2 separate regions of the Sus scrofa genome follow, and region 2 is linked to region 1. The links are chromatin contacts, called in public HiChIP or PLAC-seq maps. All regions are on one chromosome and are shown on one strand. The core of a region is the stretch at or near the end of the contact, and the rest is flanking DNA. Distances in the headings are between cores, read along the strand shown.

The links. HiChIP or PLAC-seq counts read pairs in DNA pulled down with a chosen protein or histone mark.
Region 2: a contact with region 1 is called in an H3K27ac HiChIP or PLAC-seq map of skeletal muscle. The contact joins two enhancer-like sites. A contact is called at or near these places in 1 of 47 Hi-C or Micro-C datasets (liver) and 2 of 2 datasets of contacts at active chromatin or transcription factors (alveolar macrophages and skeletal muscle).

What each region holds. Positions count from the first base shown.
Region 1 is chr3:9,341,567-9,347,873 of Sscrofa11.1, forward strand. All of the region lies in intron 1 of CUX1 (protein CASP), which reads left to right. Among named protein-coding and RNA genes, the nearest start is that of CUX1, 28 kb to the left of the region's middle. Within about 2 kb of position 4,170, at least 40 of the 83 cell types and tissues checked have an H3K27ac peak or open chromatin away from gene starts, as enhancers often do. A contact at or near this core is called in skeletal muscle, where this site is marked.
Region 2 is chr3:9,559,464-9,566,047 of Sscrofa11.1, forward strand. All of the region lies in intron 8 of CUX1 (protein CASP), which reads left to right. LOC110259890 (a long non-coding RNA gene) reads right to left here. Exons shown (of 2, transcript XR_002342308.1): 2 at 1-5,942. Among named protein-coding and RNA genes, the nearest start is that of SH2B2, 110 kb to the right of the region's middle. Within about 2 kb of position 3,483, at least 2 of the 83 cell types and tissues checked have an H3K27ac peak or open chromatin away from gene starts, as enhancers often do. A contact at or near this core is called in skeletal muscle, where this site is marked.

The sequences.
Region 1 (6,307 bases), core at 2,920-5,419:
AGGTCTGGGAGTGAAAACAGTGCTAAGGCAGAATTAATGCTTTTCCACGTGGCTCTCACGGTTATCACAGTGTAAAATTGCTCGAGGTACACACACACACAAAAGTACATCTTGAATGGATTTCATTTTAAAACAAAAACTGTCTAAAGGTAGTCATTGTTTTCGAATGCTTGCTTCCTTTCAAAACACTTAGGTTTCATGTTCCGTCAGAACTCTCTAAGGCTTGGTGTTGCCGGACCAGTGCCGAGCACACCGCTCCGCTTCCCGCAGCCCACCGGGGCCTGCTGCCTGAGAGGCTGGGCTTCCTGTGCCGGGCGCGGGCTCCGGCTGCCCTGAGCCAGGCCGTGCTCAGGCTCACGGAAGGCTTCCCTCCCCTCTTCACTTCTCACAGTAGACGGGTCCCCATTTTGGCTCCGTCGATTTTCAAGTACTCAGCCTTGATGGCTCTGACTACATAAATAGGAACCTAATTTACCCCTCAACTCTCCTCGGGCAAGGTCAGTCTCTTCCTTAACACGTGGGAACCTGTCAGATAGGCCGGGTCATCTTTTCTTGGCATCACCCCTTCTGGTCTTCGTGTTCTGCTCTGGTCTGAGTGGCCACTGCCAGGCCCAGGTCCCCGCTGCCCCCCCTACCCCCGGCCCCTTCCCCATCATCCTGGGGCCTCCCTCTCCGTCTCTCCTGCTCTGGGGTCTCCGGAGGTCTGTGGTTTTAGTCTCTCATTTGGGGGGAACCCTCTCCAGGGGCTTCCTGATGGAGAGTGTCCGTATCTGGGACCCGACCAGGTCTTCACTCTGCCCCACGTCAGCCGTGGCTGAGTGTGGAATTCGGCTTGGAAAGCTCTGGCCCGGGGGCTGGGAAGCAGCAGCCGGCCTCCCGCTGGAGAGGGCGACCTGCCCTCCCGCCTGCTCTGCCGTCCTGGGCCTTTTAGACTCCGGTCGTGGTCGTCTTTTCAGGCATCAGGAAAGCTCGCCCTGGTGCGGGGCTTGTTTTCCTGCCCCGTTTTCCTGTCCTCCGAAACTTGTTATTCAGATGCCGGCCCCGTGCACTCGTCTGCTGCTTTTTCTCATTTCTCGCTTTCCACGTCTTCGCCTTTTTGGATGTTTTTTCTTGGAGAAGATCTCAGCCTCCCAATCTTTGTGAACTTGTATCCATCACATTCTTAACTTTGGAGCTTTCTCTCTTCTTCCTTCAGTGTTTCATTATTCTGACTTGTTCCGGTTCATAGATTCAATGTCTTCTGTCACTTCATTGGTGACTCTCACCGCACCTTAAAACAAACAAACAAAAAAAAAGGTTTTCTCTGGAGTTTCCTGGTGGCCTAGTGGGTTAAGGATTAGCATTGTCACTGCTGTGGTTCGGGTTTGATCCCTGGCCTGGGAATTTCTGCATGCTGCCGGCGAAGCCAAAAAAAAAAAAAAAAAAAGTTTCATGTTCCCTGTATGGATTTTGCTTCATTTTTACCTTTTTTGCTTTTTGGGGCCGTATCCGCAGTATATGGAGGTTCCCAGGCTCGGGGTCCAGTTGGAGCTACAGCTGCCATCCTACACCACAGCCCACGGCAACACCGGATCCTTAACCCACTGAGCGAGGCCAGGGATTGAACCCGCAACCTCATGGTTCCTCATGGAACTCCAGCTTCATTTTTACTTTTTCAAATCTTTAAGAAAACATATTATTTAATACTTGTAGATAATTGCATGTAACCCACTTTGGTTACAAAGTGTAATAATGTGATTAACACCTGTAAACTCTCCCCCCAACCCAAGAACCAGATGTCACCGTCACCAGTAGTTTGGAGTCGGCCTGAACACTCCTCCCCTCCCGTTTCCCTGCCTCCCTATCCAGGACACTGGCTACTGTCCTCAGTATTGTGTTTATGATGTCATCGCCTTAAAATAATGTGCCTTTATCACAGACGTCCCTGTGCTTAAATGCTCCACTATTTACTCTTGCTTGGGTTTGAGCCTTATCAAGAAGCAGCGTCATCCTTCTGCAGGTAGCAGCCTGGAACTTGCTTTTTGGCCTTATCCTGGAATGGACGTTTGTCTGTGATGTAGTAAATGTGGTCTTCCTTTTCTCCAATGTTTTTAACCCAATTTTGCGAATAGACCTGAATTTATTTACGCTTTCTCCTCTTGGTTGGTCTCTACTCCTTTTTTCGGTCTTTGTTTTGGTCTCAGTTTCCTCAAACGTCTGGTGCCATTTCATCATCTGCCTCTGCAAAGAGCAAGGCACTAAGATGCTTATGGAGGAAGCTCGTGTGGGTGGGGGTGAGGGTGGGGGGGTGGGGTGGGGGGGGTGGTCTTGCGGGCAGCCGACTGGTGGCCCTCAGTGTGAGTGATCAGCCCAGGTGTTCTGCTGGGGGGAGCCCCCCACGTGTCAGAGCCTGTGCCCACTTTCTCCTGAGAAGGCCCTGGTTCCCTGCCCTGAGGGGTGGTTGAGGCTGGAAGTCTGAAGGCCTGTCTTGAGGCCAAGCTGTGAGCTTTCTCTGGTCTGTTAAGGCTACTGTGCCTAGTTCAGCGGCTAGAAGGCTTCTAAGCGTTGGTGGGCTTCTGTTTTGCTCCCCCTTCCTGGAAGCCTAGACCTTACTGTGCCCGAGGGAGCAGAGGTAACTTGGGTGTCAAGCTGCCAGTTTGAGGCTGGAAGTCACACATTTCCAAGATCCCAAATGTAACGTACACGGGAAGGCTTTACGTCTCTGGCGACACTGGTTTTCTAGGAGACACGTCTGTTTTGTCTTTCACAGCAGTCTTTTGGGGGCTCCTTCCAGCCAGGCTGGGACCTGGGAGGAACATGTTGGGAATTGTCTTCAGAGAGGCTTTTCCTGAAACGCCTCAGACACTGGCCTCATAGTGCAGGGGCCTTGGTTGTGACAGAAAGAAGGGAGGTGTGTGGGCTTTGGAGCCTGAGGCCTGGTACTAGGTGGTAAAAGATGGGACCTTCTTAACTGGGTTATTAAAAAACACAAAGAAGGGAGTTCCCATCGTGGCTCAGTGGTTAACGAATCCAATAGGAACCATGAGGTTGCGGGTTCGATCCCTGGCCTCGCTCAGTGGGTTCAGGATCCGGCATTGCCGTGAGCTGTGGTGTGGATCGCAGATGTGACTTGGATCTGGCGTTGCTGTGGCTCTGGCTGTGGTGTAGGCCGGCGGCTACAGCTCCGATTCAACCCCTAGCCTGGGAGCCTCCATATGCTGCGGGTGCGGCGCTAGAAAAGGCAAAAAAAAAAAAAAAAAAAAAAAAAGCCCACAAAGAGGGAGAATCTGTGAAGTGCTGCTCTGTAAATGGGAGCTCCTAACCATGGTGTCCTTGGGGGACTAAGGTATGGCAGCCCCAGCTCGTGTCCACGTGGCACCTCGTTCTCAGCCGAGGCTTGTCACACTCAGGGACTAGAACGGCCTCAGCCTGGCTCTGCTGATCTCCTGCCCTGGTCCCCCCAACCCCATTATTCTCGACTCTCGCCTGTAATCGTCCCCAACACATGGACGCCCCGCTTCCTGCCTCAGATCTCCTCTCCCCCTTTCGCAGGGTGGGACCCTGTCCCTTGGAGCCCCCGGCTCAGCCCCTGCCTCCCTAAGAAGCCCTTTCTGCCCTCCGGGCCCCAGCAGCCCGGTCTCCTCGGCAACCCCTTATTCCTCTGCGGTGATCCTGAACCCCCTTCGTCTGGCCCGGTGGCCTTGCCTGCCAGGGGCCGCCTAGGGGGCTGTGGATTCTTTCTCGGCAGCGTCTCAGGTCTCCTCGGATGACGGAGAGGAGGCTTGGCGAGAGGTAGTGTTTTACCTCAGTGTGCAGGTGGCACAGTGGGCGTGTCCCAATTTAAGTCACGGCGCTCAGTCTGGTACTTCGTGTGCTCCCCCTGCGTAAAGAGACCCCCGAGGTCAGCTGCAAGCGTGCCAGTCGCCACCAGTCTTAAGTCCTTGGGATACGCACCCATCAGAAGGTTAGTGCTCCGTGGCAGCTTGTTCCTCTCATCGGAGCTGCGTCTTCATCCGCGCTCTCTGAGCTCCGTCGTCGCTGGTCCGAGCCAGTGTTCTCCACTCCCCCAGCGAGGGCCCTAAACACGGGCCGGTCGGGGAGTCGCCTGGGTCTGCAAAGGGAGGGGACGTCACAGAGCGATGACGCGGGCGGACAGACCTCACCGCCTCTGGCTGGAAACCCTTCCAGGGCTGGGCCTCTCCCACCGGACAGACGCAGCCACACAACCTGTTTCCTGCAGGCCCAGGGAACGCTTCCTCCTTGCGGTCGCTGGCTTCCAAAGCGGCCCCACTTCAACTGCCTCTCCGGCGTGGGGACGTTGGGGCGGCGGGGGGGCCCTGCCGCGGGGCCACTGCCGGGGCGCTTGAGGAAGCGCCTAGGGACCTCTCTTCTCCCGGTTCCCTCTTCATCCTTAAACCGAAACTGCTTTCTTGCAGCCAGAAGAATCCTGTGACCCCTCCGCATCCTCCTTGACCTCCTGGTGTCCCCTCGCTCTGGGGCTGCCGCCTCCTTGGCTCCCCCACGTGCAGCCCACGGGCCCCTGGGTGTTCGGACCTGCCCGCCCCCCCCAGCAGCCTCCTCCTCCATCCTCTCCCTTCTGCCTCTGCAGGCCTGCTCGGCTCAAGTTCCTGTTTCTGTTTGAATGAAGCCCTTCCGACCCCCTCCAGCGGGTGGAATCTGTCCTTCTCTGACCCCTGGGGCACTCCGGGGCTGCCCTATATTTCTGCCCTGGCCGCACCCAGGACGACTGTCCTCTGGGTCTTTGTTTTGTGCAGGGGGGTCAGCTTCTCTGCGCAGGGGCTGTGCTTGCCTCGGGCCTCGGCACCTCCCACGGTGCCACGCATAGAATAGGCACCGCATTCAATAAATGTCATAGTTTTGAAATACCTCTTGAAATAAAAAGAAATGCTTTTTTTTTTTTCCAGGAGTCAAAATGCATGGCTTTCATCCACTTTCAACACATAAAAGATGTTTTCAACACAGAAAGGCCTTTCACCGCTCTTACTTAATAGTCGGCTTTTGGAATGATGTGGACTAGAATGAAAGATGAACGCCTCTGAAATCAGCTGTTTTGAATTAAATAAAGCAGCGTGAGGTTGGAATCAGGTGAAGCAGGAGGCTGGGACTTAACCAGTGGCGGATGGATGTGCTGGGCGCAGAGGGCCTGGTCTCCCCACGCCGGAGGTGGGAGGGGCTGACCCAGCTCCTCCGGCCCCACTCGGCCCGGCCGACTAGGCTGTCCCCCCATTACCAGGAACGACATAGCCCTCCTGTGGCTTCGCAGAATTGCAGGGAGGCTTCAGAATTGCTCCTTTTGTTTTTGGATTTTTGGGGGGCGGGGGAACGGGGCAGGGTTTTTCCCCCTTAGCTGTTCCTGGTGATTTTTGGAGATCGGTCATCAGTAAGGATGCCGAGGCCAGGGGCGGGGTGTCTGGCTGCGGGAGCCGGCGTGGAGGCCCTCGCGGCTCTGTGGAGTCCGCCTGCGTGTTGGGCGAATTGTGCATCCGCGTCTGTGCCCTCAGTTTTCCTGCCTGCTCCACCTCGAGCACGGTGGCTAGGGTGCGCTGTGTCTAGCAGCCAGCTGTGCAGTGTCTGTACGACTAGCCGTCCACGTGCAAACTGACGGAAGACACTAAACCCGAAGCCTCACCAGACCTGCCGAACTGACCTCCTTCTCAGTGAGGCCAGGGGAGCCCCCCTCTGCCCCGAGGCAGGCTATTTCATGAGCTTCACCAACAGATGAGGGGTTCTTGTCTCCATTCTGGCTGGGGACGAGCTGCGGCCTTGCCTTTGACCAGCTGACAGAACTAACCTGAAGGTTCTGGCCTCCAGGTGGGCCGGCTTGTGATAAATCGAACGGACAGCCTGCAGCTGGCCTCGTCCCCTCCCAGTCCCACGTTTCCTCCTGTCAGGCTCATCCCCTGGCCCTGGGTGCTGGCAGGTAGTTCTTGCGGGAGCCGAATGGCCCCCTTAGGGCCAGCCATTCCCCAGGCGCTGTCTGGGGGATCACTTGGGGCCGTTCGGGTGGTGCTGTCCCGTGGGGACCCACATTTGCATCAGTGACCCCAGGTCTGACACTTGACTGAGTGTGGGAGCGAGCATCGCAGGCAGCTCCGCGCGCTGCGGGGCTCATGCCGCAACAAGGGGTGTCTCAAGCCGGACAGTGTACTTCAGCTGTTTTCAAGGAGTAGGGTGCACGACCAGGGCACAGATTTACAAAAAATGCAGTGTCTAGATCCCTCAAGGTTATGACAAAGCGAAGGCCGCTTCTGGCAAGCAAGTGGACCACAGTCTCACCCACGGCGTTTTGGTTTCTGTTTTGGGGGCG
Region 2 (6,584 bases), core at 2,233-4,732, 220 kb after region 1:
TTTAGTGATCAGACAGGATGGAGGGTGTTCTTAAAGATTCATGGCCAAATCCGATGATGTCAGGACGAAGGGAAGGGACCGTCTTCGTGGGGCCAGCAAGTCTGGCCCCGTCTGAATTGTTTGTCTAACACTTCACCAGTAGAGGAGGAACCACTGAATTATTCATTTGCACGTTGCCCTAAAAAAGGCACTTAGGCTGCCGAAATGCAGACTCTCGGTGCCAGTGAGAGGAAGAGGAAGGATGCTGGCTTTCCTCGGAATGCGCTGCCGCCTTTGGCAGCCTGGGTCTCTAGTTTCACTTCCCAGCCCTGCGGGTAAAGGAAACAAGCCCCAGCTGCCTGAAGTGCAGGGCAGTTGCAAGGTGGGGGCTGTGGACAGATGCTGGGAGGGCCCCTGAAGCCACAGGTGAGCCAAGCATTGCAGTGACTGCGGAAGGACCAGGTGCAGGGGCGGTGGGGGGGAGTTCTGGCAGCAGCTTGTAGGACCAGCAGGAGCTGTGTAGCCAGGGAGGCCCCAGGGTGTGGGTGTGATCAGAGGAGAACAGCCCCGAGCCTCTTCTTGGGCCCAGGAAGTTGTCTGGGCCTTGGGCCTGGCGGAGGGAGGGGAAGGGAGCTGCGAGTAATAACTGGAACGCAACTGGAGGGCTTTTTTTATCCTTCGTTTCTAGCTTCTCTGCCACCAAACCTTTTCTAAACAGTTCCTACCAAGTAGTACTCAGGGCAGGAAGCGGGTAATTAGAATTCCTCACGTTCGGGAATCAGAGCAGGATTCTTACTTACCCTAGTCGGATGCTCCCTGTGGCCCCGACTCCCCCTGGCCTCAGGGCCCCCCTCCTCGCCCGCCCGGGAATCCGAGCAGGGCGGCCTTCTCCCGCCGCCTGCGGTTCCCGCTGGTGCCTGCGGGAGCGGTGAGGACAGCAGGTGCAGGCCCGGAAGCGGACGCACCTGCCGGCTGTAGGCAGGGCGTTTCCAGGTTAAGTCAACAGGGAGAAGGAACCATCTGAGAGGCGGTTCTGAAAGAGTGAAAGCTGTACGTGGACAAGCAGCGCTCCAGCCGCCGGAAAGGCCTCCTGACACGTTTCACCCTAAGGACGTGAAGGGGAGCCTGACAAATGTTTATACACGGCAGCCCTCCCAAGACGTTTCTCAGCGATCGGAAAGTACGGATGCAGCAGCCTGGGTCCACAGCCCTGCTGGCCGTGTGTGTCCTCTGCCCAAGATCCCGAAACCTCCGCCAGTTCCCGGGGGACAGGCACCCAGTGAACAGAGGGAGGCGGCCTCTGTTCCCTCCAGGGCCCATGCAGAGACACTCCCGAGAGCCGCTTTGGTGGTGGGATGAAGGGTGGGGCTCAGGTGTCCTCTCCAGAAGCCACTTCTTCTGTATCTAAGAATATTTATGTATGATTTTTCAATCACGTTCTTTCCGGGCGCTTTTTTTCCCTCCTCTTTGCTGAGTGAGTAAACAGATTCTGAGAGGTTAACTGACATGACAAAAATTAGCAGAGAACTGAGTCTCCGACGGACAGAGCTAGACTGCCCGCTCCTAATCTGTGTTCTTGCCCAGGGGCCCCCTGCAGCCTCCTCCCATGCATGGGCCTCCTTGTCACCGCTTTTCTGTGCGAGCCGTGGCGTGGCGGTTGTCATGCGTGCTGCCTTGAGGGTTGACAAGCGGTGACGGAGGGTCACAAAACGATTGAGGTGGTCTGTGCTTTTTATCACCCTATACTTCTTAAAAATTTTTTAGCCCAGCCAGGCCGTGCCTGGCCCGCCTGGCCCGCCTGGCCCCGTCCCCAGCCCCATTTTATTCTGAGGCATCTAGAACCCTTTCTTTTCATCTCTAAATGGTTTAGCATGTAAAGCCTCACATTAAGGACTCTCTTTTTTTTTTTGCTTTGCTTTTCAGGGCTGCACCCATGGCAGTGGAGGTTCCCAGGCTAGGGGTCCAGTTGGAGCTACGGCCGCCGGCCTACACCACAGCCACAGCAACACAGGATCTGAGCCACGCCTGCGGCCTACACCACAGCTCACAGCCACGCCAGCTCCTTAACCCAGTGAGCGAGGCCAGGGATTGAACCCGCAACCTCATGGTTCCTAGTTGGATGCATTTCTACTGTGCCACGACAAGAACTCCAGGATGCTACATCTTTCATGCAGCCACCATTCGATTATCACATCAAAAAATCAATACTTAAATGTTGATTTACCCCTAAACATCCCAGATGAGGTGTTTTAAAATGGGGGTGCATCAGGCCAAATAAGACCCCCGCCTTGCGGTTGGTTGGCCTGCCTCTGAGTCTCATTCACTCTGCAGATCCCCCGCTGTCTCTTTTTCCTTTCCCTTCAGTCTGTTTGGAAGGAAAGCAGCTCATTTGTCCTGAAGAGTTTCCCCCCCCTTTTAGATCTTGCCGTCACCCTCTCCAGATGCAGTTGGGCCTGTTCCTCTGTCCTCTCGTTCCTGGCCGTTCGTAGCGGAACCTAGAGGCTTGATCCGATTCTGCCCGGAGATCTGGAGCCGCGCCCGCTCCATCGGTGGTTGTGATGACCTTCTAGGGGCCTCGGGGGTGAAAATTAACTCTGCCCAGAAGGGAAAGAGCCTGCTTTCCATTCACAGCCGTGAGAACGAAATGCGTGCGGTCGTTGTGGTCTACGGTTTTGTTACGTCATCCTCGTGGCAGTTTCTTTGAGGCTGTCACGCGCCACGCTCGGCCCAAGGTCAAAGGACCAGAAGGCAGGCGAAGAATCGGGCCCCCTTTGCCCTGCCAGCCCTACGCTGGTGGCTCTAGCCTACAGTTCCCCTAGTTTCACCTCCCGTCACTGCATCCTGCTTATGACCCCGTGGCACTTGATTTCGGGAGGGAAAGGGATTTTCACATCCAGCCTGCTCCCCCCATTGCTTTAGAAGCAACAGTTCTGGAGAACGTTAGAGAAATGGCGAGAAGCATCCACGGATGAATCAGGACCTTGATCCCAAAGGCTTCAGTGATCTCGGGAGCAGCTGCCTCGTAAATTAATTCTCCAGCCACAGCTGTCCCGCGTCCCTGCCCAGAGAGGACTGACGCCTGAGTGACGGTGGTGGCTGTTTCTGATCACACTGAGGGTCGCCCTCTGGGGAGTGACCCACCTGGCAGAGCTGCCCCACTGGCTTGGCGCAGGTGGGACATGCCCCGGGTGGGCTGTCGCGGGCCCCTTGATCTGTCAGCCAGACGCAGATTAAACTAAAGGAGGATTTTATTTCACTTATTTCATGTAAACAAGTCAGTTAAATAGTGAGGCAAGACGGGAAATTTTCTTCCCATTTGGGATTGATGAGCCTTAACTAAAATTGATTTTAATGGTTACTTGTATCATTTAAATTTAAACATAGTGGTCATAAAAGGGAACAAATTGTGGTTAATTTCTGAGCAGGCAGAGGTGACCTTCTGGCCACTTAACTGTCTCTCCATACAGTTTCCTTTCCAACAAGAGTGAAAACCACTATGTCCAGGGGGGCCGATGTAGCAGTCCAGCGCCGCAGCTGTCTCTCGATTTGATTGGACAGGGTGGGGCTGCTCTGGGGTGACACATCCGATCGGGGACTTGGAAGGGTGCCCGGCGGCCTCCCCCGAAAGCAGAGGTGGCTTAACCCGGGTGGGCAGTGAGGGGACCGACCCTGCGGCTGGGATTGTCAGGAAAACCCTTCCGCAGAAGACACCTTCTCCTTCCCTCCCTTCCTGCCCTCGGTGTTGGGTCCCTGACAGGCATCAGGCACAGGGGGAGAAGCGGGGATCCGGGCTGAGCGGCGTGCAGTCCAAGAGCTTGTGGTTGGCACATACTTTTTCTTCCAGGGGGGTTGTTGCCTTCTGTCCAAAGGCTATGAAAAGGGGTAAGAAAAGCGAATTATTTCCCTGCTGCCAAAACAACTTACAAACTTTTTCCTTCAAAGTCATATTTACAATTTGGCCAAACAGTCCAGCACTTTCCGCTCTTTAAAATACCAGCCAGTGAGCCGCTGCCCGCCTCGCGCAGCACCTGAGCGCGGCGTCGCAGGTCTGTGTGGCTGGTCAGCCGGGACTCAGTGAGCGCAGGCCGGGTTCTCCGCGATCGTGGCTGTGAACCCACAAGTGATCAACATCCGAGCAAGATACTCGGAGGCAGAAAAGGGGCAGTGAAAATAAATGAGTGGACGACGGGGCGCAGGGCTGGCCCGGGACTCTCAGAGAGCCGGGGCCTGGCTGGCGACAGTGGCCCCCATGGGGATCTCAGTAGAGGGGACAGCCAGGCGGACAGGTGCGGTGGTTTCAAGGAACAGCCTAAGACGAAAGAGTCCATAAGAGTGTGTGTCGATTGAGCTCCAGAAGGAAATCTGCCCAGAATGCGTGTCACTAGTGGACTGACAGGGCTCGACCCCAGCTCACCAGCTCTGGGAGACAGCTCTGCACTTAGGCCTCTTTGTCGGGTTGGAAAATCGAGAGAATCCAAGCCGGGAAAGGAGCCGAGGTGTTTATGGGAGAGAGTCCTCTGCTCCCTGCAGGGTTCCTGGCCCAAAAGATGCTTTGAGTTCAACCAGGAGGGAGGGAGCCGAGAAGCAGCTCACGGAACCCACCACCACCCACCACCTGCCACCTGAGGCAGGACTGGCCTTGACCCTGCCCCCGGCCTGGGAGGCTGCAGACCTGGGAAGGGAGGTGGTGGGAGGCGGCCGGGGGGAGCCAGGCCCGGTACAGACAGTGCGGGGCTCGCCTGCCAGGCAGCGCAGTGAGCCTGTACAGGTGGGATGTGGGCCCGGGTTTTTCTAGAGCAGTGCCACCGCATCTGTGATCCCGCCCTGTGTCTACGGAGAGAAGGAAACACTTTCACAGTCGTTTGTAGAACGTAACCTGACAAAGGCAAAAGAAACTAGAGGCCAGTCTCATTTATGAATATTTGTGGATAAAAATACTAAATAAAACATGAGCAAATAGAACCCAGGAGCGTGGTAAAAGCCTAAGACCCAGAACCAAACAGAGGCTGGTGGCTGTCCGCGTAGTTACCATTTCCGTGGGTCAAGGAGAAAAACCATTTAATTAGCTCCATAAACGCTTAAATGGTACTTCACGAAATCATCTTTTATTAAAAAGCCTGAATAAAATAGGAACAGTTGGCTGTTGCGCTGACGAAAGACAAACGTATGGACCCAAAGTCCAAGATGAGCAGCCCGTGTGACGGTGAACTGTTGGCCGTGACATCAGACACCAGGCAGGCCCCCGCTGTCACCCTGGCTGTGTGACAGGGCTCTGATGGTCACTGCCATCGTAGGAGAAAGAGATAGGAAGCCGTAGGGAGCAGGAAGAGACTGGCAGTCACATGGCACGGAGCAGTGAGATGCCCTGGAAACGTGGGGGGGGGGACGCTGTTACGGGGCTGAGCAGCGCCCCCACGCAGAGGTTCAGTTCTGTCTGGTCGTCCCTCCCTCTGCCCCCTGTCCCCCACCCAGCAGACCTGGCCTCATCCTCCAGAACACAGACCAGATGTCATTGCCTTCCTCCCGACACACACACCCCAAGAGGCTCTCCTCCTCCTGTTTGCAAAGCCCGCTGTCCCTCCTCCTGGGCTGTCACTGTGCCCAACTTCCCTGGGTCTCTTCACCTCTCTGCGCCCACCCCCAAGCAGGTGGTCGCGGGTCTCATGTCTGTGAGGCCCCGGGAGGTGAGTGTGGGTCCCGTGTGCTCCCAGTAAGGGGGCTGCACCTGGGCCGTTGACTTCCCCATCCGGCGTGGCACATCGCAAATCCAACTAGTATCCATGAGGATGTGGGTTCGAGCCCGGGCCTCACTCAGTGGGTTAAGGATCGGCGTTGCCGTGAGCTGTGGTGTAGGTTGCAGTCATGGCTCGGATCCTGCGTTGGTGTGGCTGTGATGTAGGCCGGCGGCTGTAGCTCCGAATTGACCCCTCGTCTGAAAACCTCTACGTGCCACGGGCGCGGCCCTAAAAAGACAAAAAAAAAAAAAAAAAATGAAAAGATCACTGAGGGGAATTACAGCAGAAACTGGCACAACATTGTAAGTCAACTCTACTTTTTAAAAGTAAATGAAAAAGAATCATTGAGGGGAGACGGCCCCCGCTCCCCCACCTCCAGTCCCAGGCCAGGGCTGCCTTGCCCTGCCTCTCACCCGGGCCTCTGCAGACCAGCCCTTCCTCTCGCAAGACCGGGTCCCGCCTGGCTGCCTGTGTGCGCAGCACAGGGGTCGGGGGAGGGACCTTTCCTGAGGACCCTCACCCCCCACTAAGGGGATTCCTGTCCCATGGCCAAGAGACCTTCCTCCCACCTGGCCCTCTGGCTCCTCCTCCGCCTCGTTTTCCCGCCTTTCTTTCTGCACCCGATCTCCTGAGCCCACGTCCGGGGCTCCTCTGCCCCTTCGTGCCAAGAGCCCTGCCTGGCACGGAGGTTTCACGAAAGTGACCCGCCTTCCTGATGGCCCAGTGTCAGATGCAGCATCCGGTGGAGAGGGTGTGTTCGCCTTACCAAACACACTGAAACTTTTTGTTTGTTTTAAAGCACGGGGAATTCATCTTTAGATTTTTTCCTTCTTCTTCTTTGGATGCCTAAGAACTTTACAGTCTATTATT